Linked DNA regions of Bombyx mori: region 2 is linked to region 1. The links are chromatin contacts, called in public Hi-C maps. All regions are on one chromosome and are shown on one strand. The core of a region is the stretch at or near the end of the contact, and the rest is flanking DNA. Distances in the headings are between cores, read along the strand shown.

Evidence for each region. Hi-C and Micro-C count contacts between places; a contact is called where the count stands out from the background.
Region 2: a Hi-C map of middle silk gland shows a contact between it and region 1, with 2.1 times the contacts expected there. The contact joins the enhancer-like site here to the promoter of LOC101742450 in region 1. A contact is called at or near these places in 5 of 7 Hi-C or Micro-C datasets (middle silk gland, posterior silk gland, an unstated tissue and 1 more).

What each region holds. Positions count from the first base shown.
Region 1 is chr27:3,887,004-3,892,985 of ASM3026992v2, reverse strand. It overlaps LOC101742450 (protein pangolin, isoforms A/H/I/S), which reads right to left and starts at 2,685. Exons shown (of 12, transcript XM_062676460.1): 1 at 2,051-2,685.
Region 2 is chr27:4,114,643-4,120,624 of ASM3026992v2, reverse strand. It overlaps LOC101742450 (protein pangolin, isoforms A/H/I/S), which reads right to left. Exons shown (of 12, transcript XM_062676460.1): 12 at 545-3,674. The coding sequence ends at 3,326. Among protein-coding and RNA genes, the nearest start is that of LOC134201531, 29 kb to the left of the region's middle. Within about 2 kb of position 3,359, at least 7 of the 8 cell types and tissues checked have open chromatin away from gene starts, as enhancers often do.

The DNA.
Region 1 (5,982 bases), core at 1,436-3,935:
TATCTGTATTAATAAGAATATTCCAAAAGCACTTTTTCAATTAATTAAAATTGTAACAATAAAGTTTTTAGTTGAATGTTTTCTACCTGTTTCGGAATTGTAACAGTTTGGTTTTTTTTTGGTGAAAATCTGACATATTTTCCCATTTTTTTTACACATACTATACTAACAGAGAACATATTACGAACAAAATTGTTAAGTTTAAGCTTCTGTAATAATAAAACATACACACATTTCAATAGCGCGGAAATCTCGCTGTTCTCTTCCCGACGGGAAAAAGTACGTAGAAATATATTGCACTGTATTTAAAAGCCTATGGCGCCATTTCGAACCGCCATTTTCAGATCCGTACTTGCATTTCCAAACACGTTATTTATAAATAAAAAAAAAACGTTAGTTTAAAATGTTGTAATTTTCAAATGAAGATTATTCGAATAAGTGTAGCTAGTTGAACCGAATCATCGGTATTGTTAAATAAATTTTTTTTATTGCCTATGTGTGGACGAGCTCACAGCCCACCTGGTGTTGAGTGGTTACTGGAGCCCATAGACATCTACAACGTAAATGCGCCACCCACCTTGAGATATAAGGTTCTCAGTACAGTTACAACGGCCGCCCCACCCTTCAAACCGAAACGCATTACTGCTTCACGGCAGAAATAGGCAGGGTGGTGGTACCTATCCGCGCGGACTCAAGAGGTCCTACCACCAGTAATTACGCAAATTATAATTTTGCGGGTTTGATTTTTATTACACGATGTTATTCCTTCACCGTGGAAGTCAATCGTGAACATTTGTCGAGTTTAAGCACGATAAAAACTCGACTATTTGTAATTTTTCACACTATTTTCCGGTCTGTTTACGTTAATTTCAATACCTAAGATCAACGCAATAATCACGGCCAATTATTTATATAACTATGAACATAATAATGTGGTTAATGTAGCCAATGAATCATTACGTGAAAAAACTCATTGCAAGAGTTAATTTTCTCAGTAAGTAAGTATAATTACGTATCTAAGAAGTATAATTACGTATCTAAGAAGTGTATGTTTCGTAGTTATATATAATAATTGTAATACTAAATTAAATCCAGGTATATACGCAAAAGATGTGCCATAGATTATTTAGTGTTACCCAATGGTAAAAAATAATAAAAATATGTATTTTGTTATTTGTTTTGGTGTACTTACTTTAGTCAATAGTATTATGAACATAAGTATAATTTAAAAAGTGTATTAGGTATTTAACTGAAAAAGTATGTAAAGACTAAAATTATAATCGAACTGACCATAGAGTATAAAATATAGGTATCTAACGGAAATGTTTTTATTTATTTATTTTTTACCGTATAATATGTGACCACTGGGTATACCTATGTGTCTTTGTTATGAAATTGATTTGTTTACTTTTATAATAAAAGAATACAAGGGAGTTTACTAGATGATAATGTGTTTTATCAACAATATTGTATGCGAGATAGGAATCTAGTTTTCGCGTTACGAATGTTAATTAGGTAAGTACTTTTCATTTTTATTTCGTATTATTATGTTATCTACATACAATTTGATTTTAAGATCTAAGTATATGTTTACGACATTGAATTAAAAGTCACAAATAACGATTTAGTCGTAGACTGACTGCTATAGTTAGCAGCAACATGGTATTTTTCAAACTTGACCACAGAACTAACGCGAGTAGATGCAAAGTTCAATGCTCACGCGCTCACATCGCTACACCGGCGGCGATAACAGATTAATTACTTCGTAAATTACACGACACACTTCGACGAAACTGATAACGGACGGCGGACTGAGTCCGATGCACGTAAAATACGAAAAAATCAAACGGATGCGGACAGAAAATATTTCACGGTCGACCGTGTAAACGAAAACATAACGTGTAAATAGCACGCCAGCGGCCACACGCCGCGGTCTTAGACTCACGCGAAATCTGTCACCGATTACAAAAATAACGAGAGCCGGTAGCGAAAATGCAGGCCACCGACCCCTTCGACACTGATGGGCCATAATTAATCGGTCTCCACATACCTAAACACTGCGAGCATGGCGCACTCCACGCGCCTAAAACTCCAATATTTGAAATATTTCACTATCCGTTTGACACAACACGCACGTTACATTCTCGTTATCACACACTGTCGTCGCTTATTGCACTCGCGATGCACGTAATGTGGTACACTGGTCATTATTTTGTTTATCGGCGTCAGTTTGACGGAGAAGCGCGAACGGGCCGCGGCCGGCCGGGAGTCGCGGGTACACTGCACGCGAGAGCGGCGAGGCGCCCGACACGCACACAACTCGGCTCGTCTCACTCGCACAGATACAGCTCGGTGTGCACCGACTCAAGCTTACAAAAAACCAACGATCGGTATGCAGACGTTCGGTTTGAGCAGGTCCTCGGCTTGACGCTGTTTTCGTCTGCGGTCCAGGGTTCCCGGAATCCGAACCGCTTCTCCTCACCGTTCTGTAAATACAGGCTTCATTCCTATAATTAATTAAATATAATCGAGCTCAATACATAATTGTAGTTTATAATTTAAACTAATTGTTATTGTCACGAAATAAGTAGGTAAGTAATATTAACCAATTCTTCAGGCCATTTAAAACATTTAAAATTATTATTTCTATGGTTGTAATTTGTTTTGTGCATCAATAAAAAGAAAAAAAAATTAGAAAGCGTTTAAAACGTTTAGTACCTAAGTTAATACCACATAATAAAATTTATGAAATGTCGAAGATCGGAAGTACAGGTGAAGCAAAACGTTACTCATAAATTTATTATTAATAAAAAGCGAGAGTGCTTAAAATATTTGAAATCTAGTAATGGTTCTTGGATTTCAAGAGAAACTTATATATAATTATCATTTGATTGTTTCATTCTTTCTAAAATACTGAAACATACTACGATGTCGTTGTATTTTCTCAATATTCTTGAGCTGAAATATTACTTAATGAAAAAAAAGGTAAGTTTTTTATTCACACAAGAATTGGGAACCTGTCTTTTTTATGGCAACATTAAAAACAAAAGAACGGCAGTCAGCGAACCTTGAGTGGGCAGGCGATACGATTCGAGCCTGCGCCCGAGTCAGCGCGCCATGTTGCCGACGGCAAGATAGAGATGCCGCCCTACAAATGTAAATGTTTCTCGCTCGCACGCTTGTTAGCGTTATTGCGTGCCGTAACTATACTCGTCAGCGCTGTACCACACACCCACACGCACGCATTGTTATCTTCACAAAATTTATAACGAGTCCGATTTGGTCTGAGTCTCGGACACTCCTAAATTCTTTGCGGAAGGATTTTTTTTTCTTTCGATCCTTGGCCGAGATCGACCCCAGAGGCGTTATAAAATTATAATGGTCGCTAAACGTTAACAAAGTTTGTTTTGCGTGATTCAGTTTGTAATTTTGGCAACACCGCCGATACTTTTCGCGGGTGTTACACACGTTTTGTGAATGAATAAAACTATGAATGAAACATTCGTGTAATTTACACCTATCGGATATTGTAGTACAATCATGTTTATAGCGGTTATGTGACTTTGAGTTTGTAGGTACTAATTTTATGACAGCATTGCATAGACTTGGTGGCTTTAGTATTTAATCCAACTTTTTTCTTCTTGCGTGGATGACTGAGATGAAATAGTCTTGGACAGTCATCCTTCAAGGTCACCGAAGTTCATAACACAACGTTCCGTCATAAGTTTTCAATTTCACCAGAGCTGACACAATTGAAGTTTTCTGTTAACTCAACTTCATCCTTTGCGTCGCGGCAAAAATTTCAACAAAACAATTAATGCCGCAAACATAACTACTCGAGACAGGTAGGATAGTGAGATTTAGGCAGGACAGAAAGTTTTTCTTCGAAACGTTTTGCTTAATAAACAATGTCAGAGGAGTAAATTATGTTTAATAACCACACCGTAACTTATTACAAAATCGGGGACTTTTTGGCGGGAACGCGAAGAGTGAAGTTGTGTGATTTGTTTTATTTTGTCTATTTAGTGTTTCTTCAGGTTTAAATGTGTAATAATGGTGGTTTATTAACTGTTTAATATCTGTGAAAGTGCACAAATGTGGGAAAATGAAATAAAGCCGCTGGACGTAACTTCTCGGGATCCTCTAAAAAGTCCACTGAAAAAATCTTAGTAAATTACCACCATTTTACTGAGATTATATTTCATCCCATATCATCTCATTTCATTTCATTTAATTTCATCCCAGTTGATTAATGTCTCAAATTCATCATCTTCATTTCATTTCACTCCATAATATCATTTTTCATAAAAATATGAATATAAATTAAAATAAGACATGACTTAAAGGTCTCAGTTACCAGGTCATAAAATCCCTTAAAAATTTTTACAAAATCGGGTGGTATTGTAGAAATTACATCTAGAAATACATGGCGAATGAATGCATTGACTTCAAGTAGTAGGGATGTACTCTGTGGCACGTGTAAAAAGGAAATGACGATATCATTTTAACAAACCGACTGTTTTTGTTCATGACCGACTTCTAAGTTTATGGTCTATTATTGTGTTATAAATTATATGTAAACATATTTATTCATGTTGAACTTTTCTTCAATGAAGTAATTAATAATTGATTGGAAGGCTGGTCAACCGTTATTGTGAGCTGCCGACCTCATGTCCAAGACGGTATGTATATGAACATATTTAACATATTAATATGATATTTGGGTCTATGCAATCGGATTGTAATAAAATCATATTTTTTCATAAATTTCTTCTAATTTCATAATTTTGTAGTAGTCGTGGCCTAAAGGATAAGACGTCCGGTGCATTCGTATGTAGCGATGCACCGGTGTTCGAATCCCGCAGGCGTGTACTAATTTTTTTAACGAAATACGTACTTAACAATTGTTCACGATTGACTTCCACGGTGAAGGAATAACATCGTGTAATAAACATCAAAACCTGCAAAATTATAATTTTCGTAATTACTTGAGGACCTCTTGTGAGTCCGCACGGGTAGGTACCACCACCCTGCCTATTTCTGCCGTGAAGTAGTAATGCGTTTCGGTTTGAAGGGTGGGACAGTCGTTGTAATTATACTTGAGACCTTAGAACTCATATCTCAAGATGGGTGGCGCATTTACGTTGTAGATATCTATGGACTCCAGTTCCATCTAAGCAATAAAAAATAAAAATAAATCACGCATCAAGCACCGATGACGATACATACAATCATTTTACAACTTCGCTCTGAAATCCTGACTGTTTGTTACATAAGGATGTTTTTTTTTAAGTATTTAAACTACACATTTTTATTAATTTATCTTTCAAATTTTAGAAATCACAGAACAATTAACTCAAATCAAATCTGTGTCTCGTATAAGGCTTTATTAAAGGTCTTTTTTTATTGTTTAATTTGGATGCTGTCCAGTTTGTTGACATCCAAGAATTAATCTATTTTATTTTTTTATTGCTTAGGTGGTTGGACGAGCTCACAGCGCACCTGATGTTAAGTGGTTACTGGAACCCATAGACATCCACAACGTAAATGCGCCACCCACCTTGAGATATAAGTTCTAAGGTCTCAAGTATAGTTACAACGGCTGCCCCATCCTTCAAACCGAAACGCATTACTGCTTCACGGCAGAAATAGGCAGGCTATTATTAATAATTAATTCTCGAATATCTTGTAGGTACCTAATAAAAAAAATCGGAATTAGTAAATACTTATGGTTAATCAATCACGGAAAGCGTTGGATAATTACGTGAATTAAACGACCATTTTTTTATTGTCTTCGTAGGTAGACTAGCTTACGGCTCACTTGATGGTGAGTGGTTAGTTCGTTTGTGGACGTGGACAATGCCAGGGCAAAGCCAAGTCATTGCTTTTATTTATTGCTATAGTGGCTACCAGAGCTTAGACATCTAGACATCTTTCGGTGAATCAAGTAGGTATGACCCCTCGAGGTCACTAGAATAGGTA
Region 2 (5,982 bases), core at 2,110-4,609, 230 kb before region 1:
TATTTTTCGATTATTTTTCAATAGGTATTTGGAGACAGTTTGTTTCCAAGAACGCGATCTAGCATACATTAAACATGTACATTGGCGATTCAGTCGTCAAACAAAAACTGTATCTATGTTCAAAATCTAAATATCACTAGACATGTCCGATGGGGATTCCTGTCTTAACACACGTCATTACGGATCCTCCCGATTCATTAACGGTGCTTTTAGGTGCCTCAAGCACCGGTCACCGTCCTCGTCGAACCCATCGCTTGCGACGAAGGGCTCGACGAGTAAATTAACCCTCAGACACAGCCCACTGAGTTTCTCGCCGGATCCTCACAGTGGTCGCGTTTCCGATCCGGTAGTAGATTCTGCGAAGCACTGCCCTTGCTAGGGCTAGTGTTAGCAATTCTCTCAGGTTGAGCCCGTGAGCTCACCTACCCGTCCTTAGGCTACCGGCGTATAGGTGTGGAAATAAAATATATTAGCAACACGCCACAATCATCAATCAAGGTTTCCCCGAGAATTTCATTCCTCGAGAATAAAACAACAAATCTCATACAATTTTTAAGTTGTTTATTAAAATAATATTCGTTCAACTGAACACAAGAAATGGGATCAGACCTAGTAAGATTGAGTTTTTATTATTATCGTCTCTTTTTTTTTCTAATTTGAAAACATAATTTTATTTCTTCTTAATTTTCTTCTTCTACTAAACATAAATCGTAACTTGCTCGTATGAGCCTTACTGACCCTTCTTAACAATAAAAAACAACTTATAAAATCTATCAACATATTAATTACGATCAGAATTGAGAGGTATCCCGGATTAACCTGTTCTTTCTTTCAATTTGGCACAAACTGACAACGTCCAAACAATTTGTTCTAGATGGTTTTAAAAAAAAAAGAAAACACTTTTAATGTCAATAAAAAAATGTCCATATCCGCTGACAAACATAAAATCTTTCTCTTTTATTTAAGCAATAATTATTTAAAAAACATATCTAATTACGATATTGACGTCATATGTTTATATTTAATATGTAACATTAACTAACATGAAATTCCATGTGTTTTCGGGACATGCAAATATATATTCTTTTTCGTGTAAAAGTCAAATCGCATCGAATCAAGCACATGGTAACTGATAATGATACGCAGTGTTGTTTCCGATGTATCGTCAGTTAAAATTTCCGATAAAAAATCCAAATCAAAACGCACAATTATTATTATTATTTTTCATTTAAAATCTGGCTCGATATTGCATTTAACAACGTTTAAAAATCTTAATAATAACAATAAAAAGTAATTAACAAAAAAAATTATTTGTTGAATAAAACAAAACCGTCCGTGAACATTCCGAGGGTGTTATTTTTCATATAATAATTAATATAAATGCAATATTTTTTTTATACCAAAAAAAAAAACGTCCCTAAATATTCAATTAGTGAATTACAAATTTATTTACAAATACAACATCTAAATGGGGCTTGCGAATAAAACCGTGTTCATATCTCCCGAGTCATTATTTCCAACTAATATTTTCATTTTGAAAATTTCTTTTTATATCGTAATAAATGTATACATATGTAATTAGCATAATACACTTAAACTAGTATGACACAATTAGATTATACCTATATATATTATACATTTATATCATATATGTACTTACACATATACAGTTTGAAGGTGTACCGAAAGACGTTTAGGAAAAATGTCGAATTAGCGCCATCTAGCAGTCATAACTTAAACTAAATGGTGTCACATAGATGGCGCTTTAAAACAAAAAGAACGTTCAAGTAAAATGAAACTATAAAATAACGGGCGTTCGGTACACAATCAATTGAATAAAATTCACTCATACAACGTTTCTAATCTAACCTATGACAGTCTACATGTTCCGCACAACGGAAAAACAATTTTCCCTTCGCTCCGCCTTAACATTACTTTACACGCTTACCGCGAAAGGAAAATATTTATAAACTAAACCGAAACTAACACTAAATGGAACCTTATTCTGGTGCAGGCCGACAGATAAACGAAGAATCAGAGGCCTCAATAGTTAAATAAAATTACGCGTCATGCATTTTATGTTACTGAAGCTTATAAAGGCAACTCATGGGTAGTGATGGCCGTGTCAAACTGAACATCGACAATGACATCGACAATCGGATGTATTGTTTGCAAACGACCGGTACATCGCTGCCTTTTTCCCGCAACAATCAAACCATCACTACTCGTGAGCTTAAACTTAAAATAAAATGTTAGATTTAATCTTCACATAGAATTAAAATGATGAGAGCTAATAAATCTTTGTCATTTGGTCAAAGTATCAAAAATATTTATTTCAAACGATTCAAGTCAAGTTACAACTCATTTTTGAGGCCTTATAAACAATTTTAGACAGCTTAGATCGTCATTATAATATTCATTGCGGTTATAAGATCGGTTGAAAATCGTTTTTAAGAATTAGTCTTGATCCATGCCATACTTTTACTAACCAAATATTTGTTTATTTTTGTAGTATATTCATGTACAATGCTTAAATAGTTTCTTTCCAGAATCAGTAAAAGGCACAGTAAGAAAAGTCAAATTCAACGCCACCTATATTTCATCTTTAGAACTAAAACGTCAGTTGTTATCTTGAAGAAGTATTTACGTTAATAGTGTTTAGTTAACGGACAAGATGCTAGATGGCGTTGTTATCAATTAAATTTCCTGAAGCGTATTTGGAAACTAAAAATATGGATAGAGAATAATAATACATTGTAAATGACTCGATTTGGGCTCGCGATTTTGAGATCATATGACTATTTATCATCGTAAAAGCAAAGTTACGGCCGCGCTGCGAACTCGTGTGTCGTGGTGAGTTATAGGGCAAATGTAAACAATAAATTCCTTTAGCGAAAACGTTTCGGGCGCGGTCGAAACAATAGACTTTCGCGTTAAATTCACAAATGTGTTTATAAAAACAACAAAACATATTAACAGAAAACGTAACCATCGCGTTTTTAGAGTAATCCTGATTTCGAGGAACATCGCACTTTCGGTCATCGGTAGGTAAAATTTACATTAGGCCTCACAATCGGCGGTGTCACGATAGACAAAAAAAAAATATTTTTTATAGACCCGGATATAAACTCGATTCCGGGTAAGTTCACCCACGAAATGTCGATGTTCCTCAACGTCAGAGATCGCAAACGTTAATTTAGCACCCGGTTCAAATAAACCCGAATCAGAGATGGGGTTTGGGGGGGGGGGAGCGACGACATCCGCTACGTCATCGAGCGATCAACAACATCAACAGTTCAATATCACAACCAACACGCTCGCCGGACTACGAGACGGAGATGACCTCGTGCGTGGGACGCGGCTGGGCGGCGCGGGGCCAGCTCTGTGACGTCAGCTGGCCGACGGACAGGGGGTTGTTGACGTCACGCGGGTTCGTACCTACCGGGTGACGGGCCGGCGGCTCGGAGGCGGGCGACGCGAGCGAGGACAGAGCGCTCAGCCCGCCCGGACTGGACGCCGAGTTGAGCGCGGTGTCCGCTTCGTCGCTGGACGCGTCCGACATCTCCTCGAGCTTGACGTCCTCCTCAGAGCAGGGGGACTGGGTGGGGAGGTTGTCGCCGCCCGACGCGGCCGCCGCCAGTGCTTCCATGTACCGCATGCACTTTTTCTTCCGCCTGTACACCGGGAAAGACAGTTAAACAAACAAATCTTCCATGGGAACGTTTTATATTCTCCAGTCTCCGATCGCAAAAGCGACGGCGCATCAACGCGTAATAACAACGTAAGAGAATATCAAACGTTCCATTTATAATAGAGTCACTAAGCCTACTGAACACAGAGACACGCAAGTTAATAAGAAAAAATAAAAAACTTAAAAAAAGAAAACACATCAAAAATCATGCCGATTTGTTATTAAATGAGATTGACATATAGAAACGACGACGCATGCTCTCCGTTGCAATATGAGTACTCGTATTCCTACCAAACTCTATAATTGAGTCGTCTATTATCAAAGGTGGCAATCTGTGCATTTGGACAAAAAAATGTTATTGATATGTCAATACAGATTGATTTGAATATAATCGTTTCCTTCAAGGAATACGGTTCAAAACCTGCATTAAATAAAGGTTAATACTTAACCTGTTATTTATCTAAGATGTCGTTCAGAAGAGTTTTGTGACTGCCAATGGAATACAAAGTCAATAATTCGTTTTTCTGATTTACCAATAATTGTCCAAAAGTCACATTGCCGGCTTTGATAATAGTCGACTCATATGGCGTAAAGGTTTAGCTTACAAAAAAAAAACAAAGGTTAAGAAAGTTGTACACTACGTTAATTCATGCCCAAATCGCGGCATTAGGGTTTGTACACAAAACTGCGAATCGGCGCGATGCTAATTCGCAACACAGATAACTGGGACACGAATTGCTGCTATTTCGTGCGGCAAGGCGTTTCTTTACCACAATTGGGGTTCAATTCCACAATCCTTTAACATCGCAGGAATGCGGGATGCAAATCAATTGGCAAGTTTTTTATTTATTTATTTTTTATTGCTTAGATGGGTGGACGAGCTTACAGTCCATCTGGTGTTAAGTAGTTACTGAAGCCTATAGACATCTACAACGTAAATGCGCCACCCACCTTAGTTAAGTTCTAAGATCTCGGTATAGTTAGAACGGCTGCCCCGCCCTTCAAACCGAAACACATTACTGTTTCACGGCAGAAATAGGCAGGGTGGCGGTACCTACCCGCGCAGACTCACAAGAGGTTCTACCACCAGTAAATCCCTATTCCCGCATTTTAGTACATTATTATATTCGATAACTCGTATTTCCAAAATCAGACCCTGTAAGTCGAAGTTAATAAAACATAACGACTTATGTATTACTGGGAATTACCCAAATACGAAAAAGTAATAGAATGCAATACATATTATTATGTGACTACCATAAAACTCAAATCTAATTTTTTTTTTTGATTACTTCGAAAAATATACTCAAAAATCGCACCTTCTTAAATCGATATTATAGGCATTAAATACTTAATTTCTCAAACTCCTTGTCAAGTCGAAGACCTAGTAAGTCGAAGGTTTTTGTATTTCCCTTGACATTCGAGATATCGATATGCCACTATAGTGAGCTTAGTAAGCTTAGTAATCAGCGACTACGGAAACTGTAATGTATACGAAACATCAGAGATAATAAATGTAAGATTTGCGTATCTCAAAAAGCAAAGAAAAAAAAACGTTTTATTGCTAATTATCCAAAAAATATATCCCTCATTTCAGATCCTCACACTATTAGTCAAAGTGTTGGGTCGAAAGTTTTTAATCATCTTTTCTTTAGGCACAACCGGCCTTTCTCGGACTAAGAATACGCCGTAATGTCTAAAGGCATTCCACGGAAGCAGTAGTCACTAATGTTAAACAAAACTATACGGGTACCTTAATCATAAAATAAGAATTCACCCATATTTTCATATACTTAGGAAATTATTATTATTATTATTATTTATATTCCAAAAACTAGTCAAACCAAACACAGGGAAGCGAAATAAAAATCACAAATTAGATCATTAATAACGAAGCTAACAAGAAAACGTCACAACGAATAGATTTAAAATCGTCAATTAAAAACTCAAAATCATACATCTATATATACATACGCACGAAGTTAATGTGAAGGCAGAGAAAAAAGCGTCGAAATTAAAAAAAACAAAAAAAAAAACTCAAATCGACATCATTCCGAAAAGACAACATTCATAATACACAGAATTATTACGCAGATAGAACGGTAACCGATGTCTGATCTATTCAGAGTATGTAACACTAGAATTAAACTAAAAATGACAAAGACAAACTAGAAATGACAAATTACATGACATAATTTTTTTTATTGCTTACATCGGTGGATGAGCTCACAACCCTGGTGTTAAGTGGTTACTAGAGCCAATAGATATTTACAACGTAAATGCGCCACCCG